Linked DNA regions of Mus musculus: region 2 is linked to region 1. The links are chromatin contacts, called in public HiChIP or PLAC-seq maps. All regions are on one chromosome and are shown on one strand. Each heading gives the region's core, a stretch centred on a gene start, on an enhancer-like site or on the middle of the called end of the contact. The rest is flanking DNA. Distances are from core to core; before and after follow the strand shown. Region 1 has its middle 26 kb from the start of Gm39576. Region 2 overlaps Slc25a12 (solute carrier family 25 (mitochondrial carrier, Aralar), member 12).

Evidence for each region. HiChIP or PLAC-seq counts read pairs in DNA pulled down with a chosen protein or histone mark.
Region 2: a contact with region 1 is called in an H3K27ac HiChIP or PLAC-seq map of embryonic stem cells, with 20 read pairs. The contact joins two enhancer-like sites. A contact is called at or near these places in 4 of 115 datasets of contacts at active chromatin or transcription factors (embryonic stem cells and microglia) and 2 of 9 other capture datasets (adipose tissue and liver).

The regions. Positions count from the first base shown.
Region 1 is chr2:71,178,151-71,183,675 of GRCm38.p6, reverse strand. No RefSeq gene overlaps it. Among named protein-coding and RNA genes, the nearest start is that of Gm39576, 26 kb to the right of the region's middle. Within about 2 kb of position 2,680, at least 9 of the 459 cell types and tissues checked have an H3K27ac peak or open chromatin away from gene starts, as enhancers often do. A contact at or near this core is called in embryonic stem cells, where this site is marked.
Region 2 is chr2:71,344,789-71,350,313 of GRCm38.p6, reverse strand. All of the region lies in intron 2 of Slc25a12 (solute carrier family 25 (mitochondrial carrier, Aralar), member 12), which reads left to right. Among named protein-coding and RNA genes, the nearest start is that of Slc25a12, 20 kb to the left of the region's middle. Within about 2 kb of position 2,418, at least 11 of the 459 cell types and tissues checked have an H3K27ac peak or open chromatin away from gene starts, as enhancers often do. A contact at or near this core is called in embryonic stem cells, where this site is marked.

The sequences.
Region 1 (5,525 bases), core at 1,431-3,930:
GTGCCTTTAATGGTTTTTGCCAGCACCAAATCAGATATTTGATAGAACTGATATTTCAGGAGAAAGGAAAAGTTTCCTCCCAGTGGGGACCCCTACCCCAGTGACCTGGTATGTCTGATCCCACTCACAGCTGATCTCCAGAACTGTCATTTTCATTGAATTGCTAACTATGCAAACCCTTGTTACTTGTTTTATGTTATAAATGATCACCATTTCCATTTTGCTTTCTCAAAGAATATGGAGGTTACATTTAAGAAAGCAACTGCCAGGGGCCAGAGAGATGACGCTTCCAGAGGATGGGTTCAAATCCCGGCACCCCCATGGCAGCTCACAACTGTCTGTGACTCCAGTTCCACGAGACGCAACACGCTCATACAGGCACACATGCAGGCAAAATATCAATGAACATAAAATTAAAAAATTAAAAATAAAAAATAAAAGCAATGACTACAGAGCAATTAAAAAAAGAGAAATGCTAAATTGACATTTTAAAACGATGCTAATGCAAGGACTGCTTGAAGGGAGAAGTCAGTTTGTCAATGTTTTTCTTTGAAAGGCCACCCTCTTCATCCATTCTCCCTTTGGCCCAACTCCAAGAAGGATCATGTTAGAAAATGTCTCCCAGTTGGCTAGGGTTGGGTATAGTACCCTCGTGTGTCTGTATTGCTATATACTTTTAACTCTTGAAAGGTTGTAGCATTGTTAAATCCTAAAACCAGGTCCAGAGAGAAACAGATAGACAGACAGAGGAAGAGAGAGACAGGCAGACAGACAGACAAATAGACATAGACAGAGACAACAGAGAGACAGATAGAGTCAGAGAGAGAGATTGAGAAAGAAAGAGAGACGGAAGAGAAACAGAGGTGTTTAATTTTGAGACAAGGTCTTACTGTGTAGCCCTGGAAATCTCTGTGTAGACAAAGTTGGTCTCTAACTTGCAGAGATCTACTTGCCTTGATCTCTTGGTACTGAGGTGTGTGCCATTATTTTAGATCCAAAGTTGTTTTTGTTGTTTTGGCTTTTTAAAACATATATACAAAGGCTAGAGGAGCTTATTGACTGCCCACGAAAATTCATGTAGTAGAATTTTAAGTAAACTGGCAGAAGTCAACAAAGATTTAAAGTCAAAGGGGTGGGGGGGACACATCCAAACTGCAGATGATGAGAACACTAAACTCTTAAAGTTTAACCTGAAGCTAAATATCAAACTTTTGTGGTTTTAAAAGCAAATTGCCTTGATCTTCTCTTTTCAAAATGTTAAAGAATCATAATTGTACATTTTGTGAGAAAATACATCTGTATGACAGCAGCTAACTCTTCCATTCCCCCAGCAAAAAGTCAGAACTATTTATTTCAGAAAGGTTAATCTTAAGTCAAGTCTCACTTTGTGCTTTAAAATAGTCTTAAGCGGGAACAGTCAGGCAAAGCCTCGGTCTGATTGGTTCAGCACCCTGGAAATTAATGTTATAGGTCAGGACATTCATCACAAAGTGAGTTTGCCCTGGCAGAGAACTGCGCGTGTCCTCCGCCCCCTTCAGGTCTTTAATTGATTGTTTTACAAGCTCACCTCAGTCTAATTGCTTTTAACCTTTTCCCCCTTCCCCCTCATAAACCTATAGATTAGTCTCAGCCAAGGAAATGCTGCCAATCGCTGTAAGTTAGTTATCCTCATCAGAAGCATCCGAGCGTGGGTACCAGAAGATGCAATGTCAAAAGCACCATTGTTAAAAGAATAATGTATCACGTTCATCTTGCTGAGAGAGGGGTTACATATTGGAGACCTATGTAAATAGAACCCATCTCTAAAATATTTTATCCATTCTATAAACATTTTTATTTATTCTTTCTTAGCCCTACAAATAAAAAGTACTTCGATTCTATCCCCTGCCGTCCTCTTTTCCTTTTCTCCCCCACCTCCCGCCCCTCCCCGCATTGCATTTTATTAAGTCACCTGTATGAACTTGGGTGGTAGATTATTTGCTTGAGCGAGAGCTTTCCCAGTGAGGACTGTGACTCCTCCCTGGCTAGCAACTATTAAGTGCCTATGATCTCCAGGAAGGTCAGAGGGCACGTGCCCTCCGTAGATTTCAGTGTTTGGAAGACGTTTGTTCAGATCCTTTGAACTGAATCTGCCTTGAGACCTTGCATTTTGGTGATGGATTCTGTAAGATAGAGTTGCCTCTCTGGAAAATCACTCTTGAATCCAGATTTCATTTCGTTCTTTTTTATCATCATCCCCACGGCCTAAGGATGTAGGAAGATCAGAGTCACCGCTGACCTCGAGTCAGTCACGGTCTGGAGAAAGGTTTACCTTGAGATCTGTGGAGCAGGGACAGGACCTGATGGCTTCTTAGAAAGAACCGCAGCTCCTCAGAAAGGTAGCGAAACCCAAAATCTAGCGAACGAGGGAAGCGTTCCGTTAAGTATTATCAAGAGATACTTTCCAACCTCAGGGAGCGCTCACGGAGTCTGCTGATTGACTCTGGTCCTGCGAACTCAGAAACCATCCAACCCCGGACCCAGGAAATTTGACCAAGTTGCGTTATGGTTCTGACATGCTGCAGTGAAATCCTTGGGACCTCCCAGGTGTGCCCTCCCCTCCCCCAGCTCTGCCTGCCCCTCACCCTTAGCGTTCTCATCTGGAAAAGCTCAGGGATTGTCAAAAGTATGCAGCATTCTTTCCAGCCAATGCCTGTGTGGGTTCCCAGTCTCCATTACTAAAATGGCTTACAAATCCTTCTGTCTTTGAGAAGTGTGGAATTTCCCACAAAGCAGGATTCCCCCCCCCCCCCCCCGGGCCTGAAAGTCATTCTCTTGGAACATCCTGGAAAAGGAGGCCCATGAGCAGACACAGGTGGTCTAATCATACTGACTTTGGCCAAGCCTCAGACCTGCCACTCCCTTCCCTCCCTTTGAACTCACCAAACGCCTGAGCCCAGATGTGATGGGGCAGAAGACTGAGCCAAGGTCAATCAGGCCCCGTCCTGCAGCAGTTGTTGAGGAGCTCAGTTTATGTTGGACACAAGCCAGACCTTTTTTTCACTGGTTTTCTTGCATGTGAATTTTACCTTTCCTTTTTTTCTTTTAAACAGCTTTTGAAAATGGTCTTAGGGAGGTGACGTGCACGAAACAAGCATGGTCTAACAACTTAAGATGGTGGAGGCAGGGGGATGAGAAAGGTTAGAGTTAGCCTCAGGTACATAGGGAATTTGAGGCCATCTTAGGATGCATAAATTCCTATTTCTAAAAGATAATGAACAAGCTAATAAAAAATTTAAGTAGTCTTGGATTGAAAATATATTCCAATGACAGAGCACTGGAAAGAGATATATTGTATTTATGTCTTTTGCATGTGCCCGTGTGTGTGTGTGTGTGTGTGTGTGTGTGTATGAGGGCCTTTTGGGGGTCAGGGGACACTGTGTGCAAATCTGGTTCTTTTCTTCTGTCACGTTCAATCTGTTCGTTCTGCGGACTGAACTCAGGCTGTCTGCAAGTGCCTTTACCCTCTGATGCATCTCAAGACTTCACGTAACATGTTTGCAGAAAAACAAGAAAACACAGACGCTAGAGGAGAAAGAAGATAGGGAAGGAGCAGGAGAGGAAGCTATGCCCATACCACCCGCACAGTTAGCCTGTCGCCTTCAGCGTCTCCTCCCAAGCTTAAACATTTACGGAAATAGGGCCATACCAGAAAGCAGGAGGGCTGGAGAGATGAAGGCTGCATGACGCCATTGCTTCCTCCCTCAGAGCATTGGGTCAGCAGGAATGTGAGTATCCTGAACATTAAATGAAGTGAAGTATTAATCAACGAGGGTTCGCATGCAGGAGACAACACTGAAGTCGACCATAAGAACTTTGTTTTAGACCAGTGGTTCTCACCTGTGAGTCTCCACCCCTTTGGGCGTTGAATGCCCTTTTACAGGGTAGCATCTCAGATATCCTGAATATCACATATTTACATTATGATTCACAACAGTATCAAAATTACAGTTGTGAAGTAGCAATGAAATAATGTTATGGTGGGGGGTCACTACAACATGAAGAACTGTATTAAAGGGCGGCGGCAGCCTTAGAAAGGTTGAGAACTATGACCACAAACACTTCTCAGGATAGGCTGAAAAAGGAAAGAAGCCACAATGAGTTCACACACAGGTACAAGAAGTGCTACTTGGTGGTCAGTTCTAACTCAAGCCATTTTAGACATAACAGTCCAGATGGACCTTTAACTTGATAGGTCCTAAATAAAGCTTTGTGGAATTTCTTAAGATTAACAAGCCTCATACAGAACATACAGAGCACAACAGGGGATATGGTCAGTATGACCTTGCTCTGAGTTAAGTTATTTTTGTGTCAATAACTGGCAGGCATATTACAGCAACGATATGAAATAGCTGGCAGGCATGGAACAAAATGGCTACAGCTAGGCTGGGAGCAGGGTGGTGCAGACCTCAACAATAGAAATGTCAAAGGACAGAGAAGTTCCATCCATCCTCCACCATTTTCCTTCTAGGTGGAGCTATTAAGCAGATCGCTCTTTGGATAGAGGACCACTCCTCCAGCTGGAAGCACTTGCTGCTATAGCTTTCTGCCAAGCCTTGTACTGTAGTGGGAACTTTGGTTTCTTTAAAAACACACGAGTGTTATGTGGATATGTTTTTGTTTTAAGTCCAGGCGTGGGATATGGGGCTGCTTCAGATTGTCCACAGCAGTTGATTATGATTTGTCCCGTGCTCTGGCAGGGGTGTGATTTTCCCAGCTGAAGATAGTGTACATTTGGAATTCTGGGGACTCTTCAGGACATATAAATACCAGAGCCATGAGAGAGGTGGCTGCTGCTCCCCTAGCTGCTGCAATTGGTTACCAAGTGGTCATGAGCAAAAAGACTTGAAGAAGAACTTGGATATCCTGATGATGAGGATCAACTTGCCCCCAAGGAATTCAATGCTTCTAATCGGCATGAAGTAGTCTAATGAGATTGACACCCTCTTTCCCCTCTGACCTTCTTTCTATCCTACCTGGTATTGGGGTGGGGGGAGGGTGGGGTTGGAAGGGTAGAGAAGGGTAGTAAGAAAAAGAACCCAATAAAGTAGCCAAAAGTCAAACTGTACATCTGCATTTTCATCTTGCTCCTGTTTGCAATCACATTATGACTGTAATGCAGTGTCCATAACCACTGAGGCTGTTGATGGCCTGGCCTCTCTCAGGTCAGGTTCTTGGAAAATAATCAATGGCAAGGACAGGCAAAATTACTATCTATTCACAATGGACAATAAGTTGGATGCAGAAGAGAAACTTCCAGGCCTAGGCCTGGGTATAGTTAAATACAGGGGTAAGGGAAATAGTTAAGGAGGAGTTTGGAATGAGCTCAAAAGAGCTTGAGCAAAAGGAAATAAACTTGGGCAACTTAGTAAGGTCTGTGTGTGTCTGTGTGTCCGTGTGTGTGTGTCCGTGTGTCCGTGTGTGTGTGTATGTGTGTGTGAGTCCTGATACTCTTTTTTTTTTTCTAACCATGTAGGAAGGGTATA
Region 2 (5,525 bases), core at 1,169-3,668, 170 kb before region 1:
GTACATAAAGAAATGAATGAGTCTATGCATGGGTGTGAGTGTATGAGTGTGCAAGTATGTGTGTTTGTATGACTGTGTCCAAGTGTGTGAGTATGCATGTGTGAGTGTATGAATGTGAGTGTGTGCAGGAGCTGGCACTGGGTATTGATCATTCTAAGTGTGTGCTCTCCCAAGGTAGACCTGCTCTGCAGCCTCGGTGTCACTTATTGTTATAGTGACAGCTAACATCTAATTCGTTTTAGCATTTTAACCAACTCTGGGTAGCTTCTAGTTTCCATTCAGTACTCTCTTTGGTTCTGTCTGTTCAGGCAACAGGCTTCCTGACATTGCCAAGTAATTGCCTCTAATGTAATGGGTTAATTAGTTCACTGCTTTCTGTGGAAGTCAAGAACTGACTCCTGCGGTTGAGAAGACTTAGGGTTCCCCCGCCCCCCCTCAGCTCCACACTCTATCTTTCAGTTAAAATCAAGTTAAAGCAGACTAGGAGAGTCAGAGGAAACCCTGGCAGAGTACCTGAGGGGGAGTTGTTCTCTGGCATCATTTATAACTGTAGGTACTGGCAAGGCCGGAGTCAGAGCATGTCAACAAAACCATTTGTTTTCCTCCTTGGCTTCTGTGTCCTTGGTAGCTTGTGCTAATGCTGCTGTTTCCTGGATTTTACAGTCAGAGGGGATCCTGGGGACTCTTTGGATCCCACCTACTTTCACTGTGTATTCAGGGCAGGCTTGTCCTGGTAGCTAGGCTCAGACACTGAAGAACACATACCTCTGGAAGGTAATTTGTTACTAAGAACCTGATGTGTTCTGTGTTTCCTCCCTGTTCTTAAGTAGCATAGGTTGAACATTGATTGCTATTCCTAAACATTGAGGCCTGAAATGCTTCAGAATGGAAGTTTGTTTTTTTCCAATTTTTAACTTTTTTCCCTCCCCTCTTTCCCTTTCTCCTGCTCCATCTGGCCCATAGATTCTTTATTATTTGTTTCTAATTATAGATGGTTGTGAGCCACCATGTGGTTGCTGGGATTTGAACTCATGACCTCCGGAAGAGCAATTGGTGCTCTTACCCACTAAGCCATCTCACCAGCCCAGAATGCAAGTTTTTGAGCATTGATTTGATAATAGGGGTAGCAAATTCTATACCTAATGTAATGGGCTGAGATCAAGACACAAGCACAGTGAAAAAAGGCATTAAAGTCACCTTCGGGCTGCTTACAGAAAGGTGTGTAGATTACTTTTTTCTTGCTGGGATAAAGCACTATGACTAAGGCAACTTCTACAAGAAATTTATTTGGGCTGACGGTTCCAGAGGAATGAGCCTGTCGTGGCAAGGAGGCAAGCAGCAGACATGGCTACAGGTGCCCGAAGCTGAGCGCTCACCTCTTCAAACACAAGCCGGAAGCAGAGAGGGAAATGGAGCTGATGGGAAGTTTTTAATTTTTTAATTTCTAAGTCCGCCTCCAGGGACACACAAGGCTATACCACCTAAACCTCCCCAGACAGCGACCAGCTAGGGACCAAGTGTCCAAATGCCCCAGGCTATGGGAACATTTTTCAGTCGAACCTTCAGAGTATGCATGAAACAGTGGGACTTTAGTTTTGGATACTTTAAGGGGCAGGTGTGGCGGTCTCTTTAGTGTCCCAGCACTAGAGAGAGGGGAGGCAAGAAGAATAGCTTTGCCGGGTATGGTGGCGCACACCTGTAATCCCAGCACTAGAGAGAGGAGAGGCAAGAAGAACAGCGTCTACTATATAGAGTTTGAGACCAGCCTAGACTACCTAAGACCCTGCCTTTTAAAAAAAAAAAAATCAAACAACCCAACAAAAATAACAGCAGTAAAAAGATTTCCCATTAGTATATGCAAATAATCTGAAATTAAAAATCCTTCTCTGAAGTGCGTAGTAAATAAAATACAGCACACGCTATCGCCAGCTAGGCACCGCTCGTGGTCTCAGTCTTGTCCCAGCCCGGTACTGAGCCCGAATGTTGTTCTTTGCCAAGGCCTCTCCAGATCTCCAAGATAGCTCTCTCCCCGCAGCTGGCTGCTGCCAAACCTGCTCAGCACTCCTAAATTTTCATGGCTAGCTGGGGCGCCGCACTCTTCCAAACCCACACTCTGCCGTGGTTACCTTTCCCTGGAGCTCAGTTGAATTGCCACGAGATGGAAAACACCAGACAATCTTAGTTTAGAACCAAACGAATAACACAATCACTGGGCACAGAATCTAGCATCCTAGCATTTACCAACTACTCTATGTTAGAAATCTTCCAGTGGTGGATTCTAGTGGACTCCGCCACCTGAACTAACAGCCCCCGGGCGACATCTTGGTTACCTGGCTTCCACCGTCCAAAAGGAAGTCCCCTACTCCTGCTTTCCCCTTTCCTCTCTTTGACCAGGAAGGTCCGCCTCCTTCTCGCCCAGTGATTGGCTTCTTCTTGTCTTTAACCAATTAGGGGAAAATTCCTCTGTTCTTGTCCTAGTCATTTTGGAGTCTGCATCCATCCGGAGTCTGCATCCATCCATCCATCCAATCACTTTTTCTATGTTTGTGAGTGTGGTGTATGGTGACTATGGAGTAGGGATAGGGGCACCTACAAGAACCAATGTACACCTTCTCTTGCTGAACCTGCAGGGAGACTGACAGTCAACAAGTTCCAGCAATCCTCCAGCCTCTGCCTCCCAAGTGCTATGGTTACAGAAATTTGCATGGTCACCCTTGGTCTTTTATGTGGGTACTAGGAATTTGAACTCGGGTCTCATGCTTGGGTAGCAAGCTCTCTTACACTCTGAGCCATCTCGGAAACTATATCCACTCCATCCACCCTCTCATTCTCTTGTTTCTTCCTTTTGTCTTTTATAAATAGGAAACGGGAACACACAGTTACATGCTTCTCTGTCCTGTGTCGTGTGTCATCGTCCTCCTGCCCACCCCCACTCCGACCACCCTTTTTGGTGGTGTTAGGTATCAAACCCAGGGCCTCCTCCACGGTGTGCAAATGCCGTACCTGTGAACCATACCCTCAGCCCACACTCTCTTCTTATTTCTTTCTCCAATTAGCCCCTCTCCCAGATAGGAACAAAGATTTTTCTCATTTCTGCAGCCGTCCACTCAGATTGAAATCAGATATGCTGTCTCCCTCCGCCCCACCTCCGCCCCACTCCTTTGGTCTTCATGACGCTCTGGCTTCGTTTTGGGCAGTCATGTTCCAGTAGCGGTGGTTGGCTTGCCAGCCTCCTTCAAGTCTGCTGTCAGATTTCTTTTGTATTGATGTCCCTTGCCACTTGCAGTAACCCCATGACTACTGTGGCCCTCTCTTTCCACCCCGGCCCGTCTTCATCAAACCTGTCCAGGGACTGAGGATTTAGCTCAGTTGGTAGAGTGCTCGCCCAGCTGGTCTCAGGTCCTGGTCTGATATCTAGCACTGCATGGTAGTCATCTATGCAGTCCCTGAACGGGGATGGGGTGGGGTGTGGTGGGGTGGGGTCGGGGGAGTAGGTGGGAATGGTTGGGGGATCAAGGTAGGAGGATGAGAAGTTCAAGGTCATAGAGAGTTTCAGGCCAGCCCAGGATATAGGGATCCTGTTTCAAAAACAAAAACAAACAAATATCTACATGTGTCCTATTATGCCAAATGCTGAAGAGCAAGGAAAGACATGTGTAACAAGAACTGCTAGAATATTCTTATTGTTATCAGCATCTAGAATTCAAGTACTGATAGTGCTAAATATCTCAAACAGTTTGTTCTTTTGTTAAGGTTGATTTTCATTATTTTATTAACTCTGTCTCCTGGAGCTAGACTTCCAGCCGTTTGTGAGTCACTGAACTCATCTGCTGCGAGAGCAGTGGGATGCTTTTATGGTGCTCCATTTCTCTAGCCCCGCTTTGCTTTTTTTGCTTTTGCTCCTTTGCTTATAGACCTGCTCTTTCAACATATCAAAGGCTCACTTTATCTTTATTGCACAGAAGCGTGCATGATCTAGAGTCCTAGGGAAAGAATGAGCCTGTCTAAGGACTAAGATGAGTGGGTTTGTAGTAGAGCCAGGATTAAAACACAAGCCGACTTCAGGACTGGCCTTTGAAGTCATGTGGTCAGGGCATGATGGCTCTGGACAGAGGTGCCTCTCCAGTGCTTTTGAGAGCGGCAGCTAGTGAAGAAGTCCAGCATTATTCTGAGTGCAAATATTGTTTATTTCAAGCTAGGTTGTACTTTTTTGGTTGGTTGCTTGAGACAGGATCTTGTTATATAGACCAGGCTGGCCTTGAACTAGGATGCACCTCCTGACTCTGCCTTACTTTCCCAGTGCTGGGGTTTCGGGTGTAGGCTGTCTGGCTTAAGACTGTATAAGCTATCTATCTATCTATCTATCTATCTATCTATCTATCCATCCATCCATCCATTTATTTTTATTTATTTATTTTTGGAGTCAGGGTTTCTCTGAGTACCCCTGGCTGTTCAGAAAGGACAGCTCTGTAGACCAGCCAGGCTGGCCTCAAACTCACAGAGATCCACCTGCCTCTGCCTCCCAAGTGTTGGGAAAAATGATATCGTTTCCTAAGAAATGGAACATGAAGGCAGAAGAGTGATGTCGGGCATATGGATATCTCAAGCTAGTGTGGCCAAGTGTGCATCCATCTGATGCGGAGTTGGCTTAGTTGAGAATTCCCAGTTGGAAGTAATTTTTCTCAGACCTCCATCCACTCTCTTCAAGTCACCCAGATATCTTAATCTGGTGTTTCTCTCTGGGAACTTTTAGGATTATCCTTTTTCTTTATTTTTCCTCCTGCTGTCCTGCAGTTTTATGGGGGAGAATAAGGCCTTGGTGAGATTTTTACATTAATTCTATCTATCTATCTATCTATCTATCTATCTGTCTGTCTGTCTGTCTGTCTGGTTATTTTGCCTGACACTTAATGAGCCTCTCTAGTATTCAGTTTGGGAAAGTCTCTGATCGTACATCTTTGTTAGTAAGGATGCCTGGTTAACCGCTCTGCACGGAGTCCTTGAAATGATAAGGAGTTTTTTGGATAAGCATATCTTAAAGCAATTGACATAAGAGGTAGAAGAATTTTTCTTTCTTTTCCAGTGACTAGGACTTGGAATAATGGAAGTCTTCTTTAGAATATGGTAATTTCATGTTTAATGGCAGCTATCTGTGTCACCCATAGCCCCACCTACTCTGACAGACTCTTGAAAAAAGGCTACATCTGGGCAGTGAGGTGTGTGCAAGTGTGAAAGCTCACCTACAGGCCTTGGCCTTACCTCCTCTTTCCTCAGTCTTTCTGTTACCTCTTATCTTACCAGTATCTTTACTTTTATTTACTTATTTTATTTTTCCAGAGCTATAGATTAAACTCAGCTGAGAAAGCTATATTCCCCAGCCCATGTAGTTTTATACTTACTTAGTGTGCGCATTTGTGTGTGTGTGTATGTGTGTGCAAGCATGTGTGTGCACTATGGCTTATGTGTAGAAGTCCGAGGATAGCTTTTAGGAATTGGTTCTTTCTGACTGTGTGATTCCCAGAAAT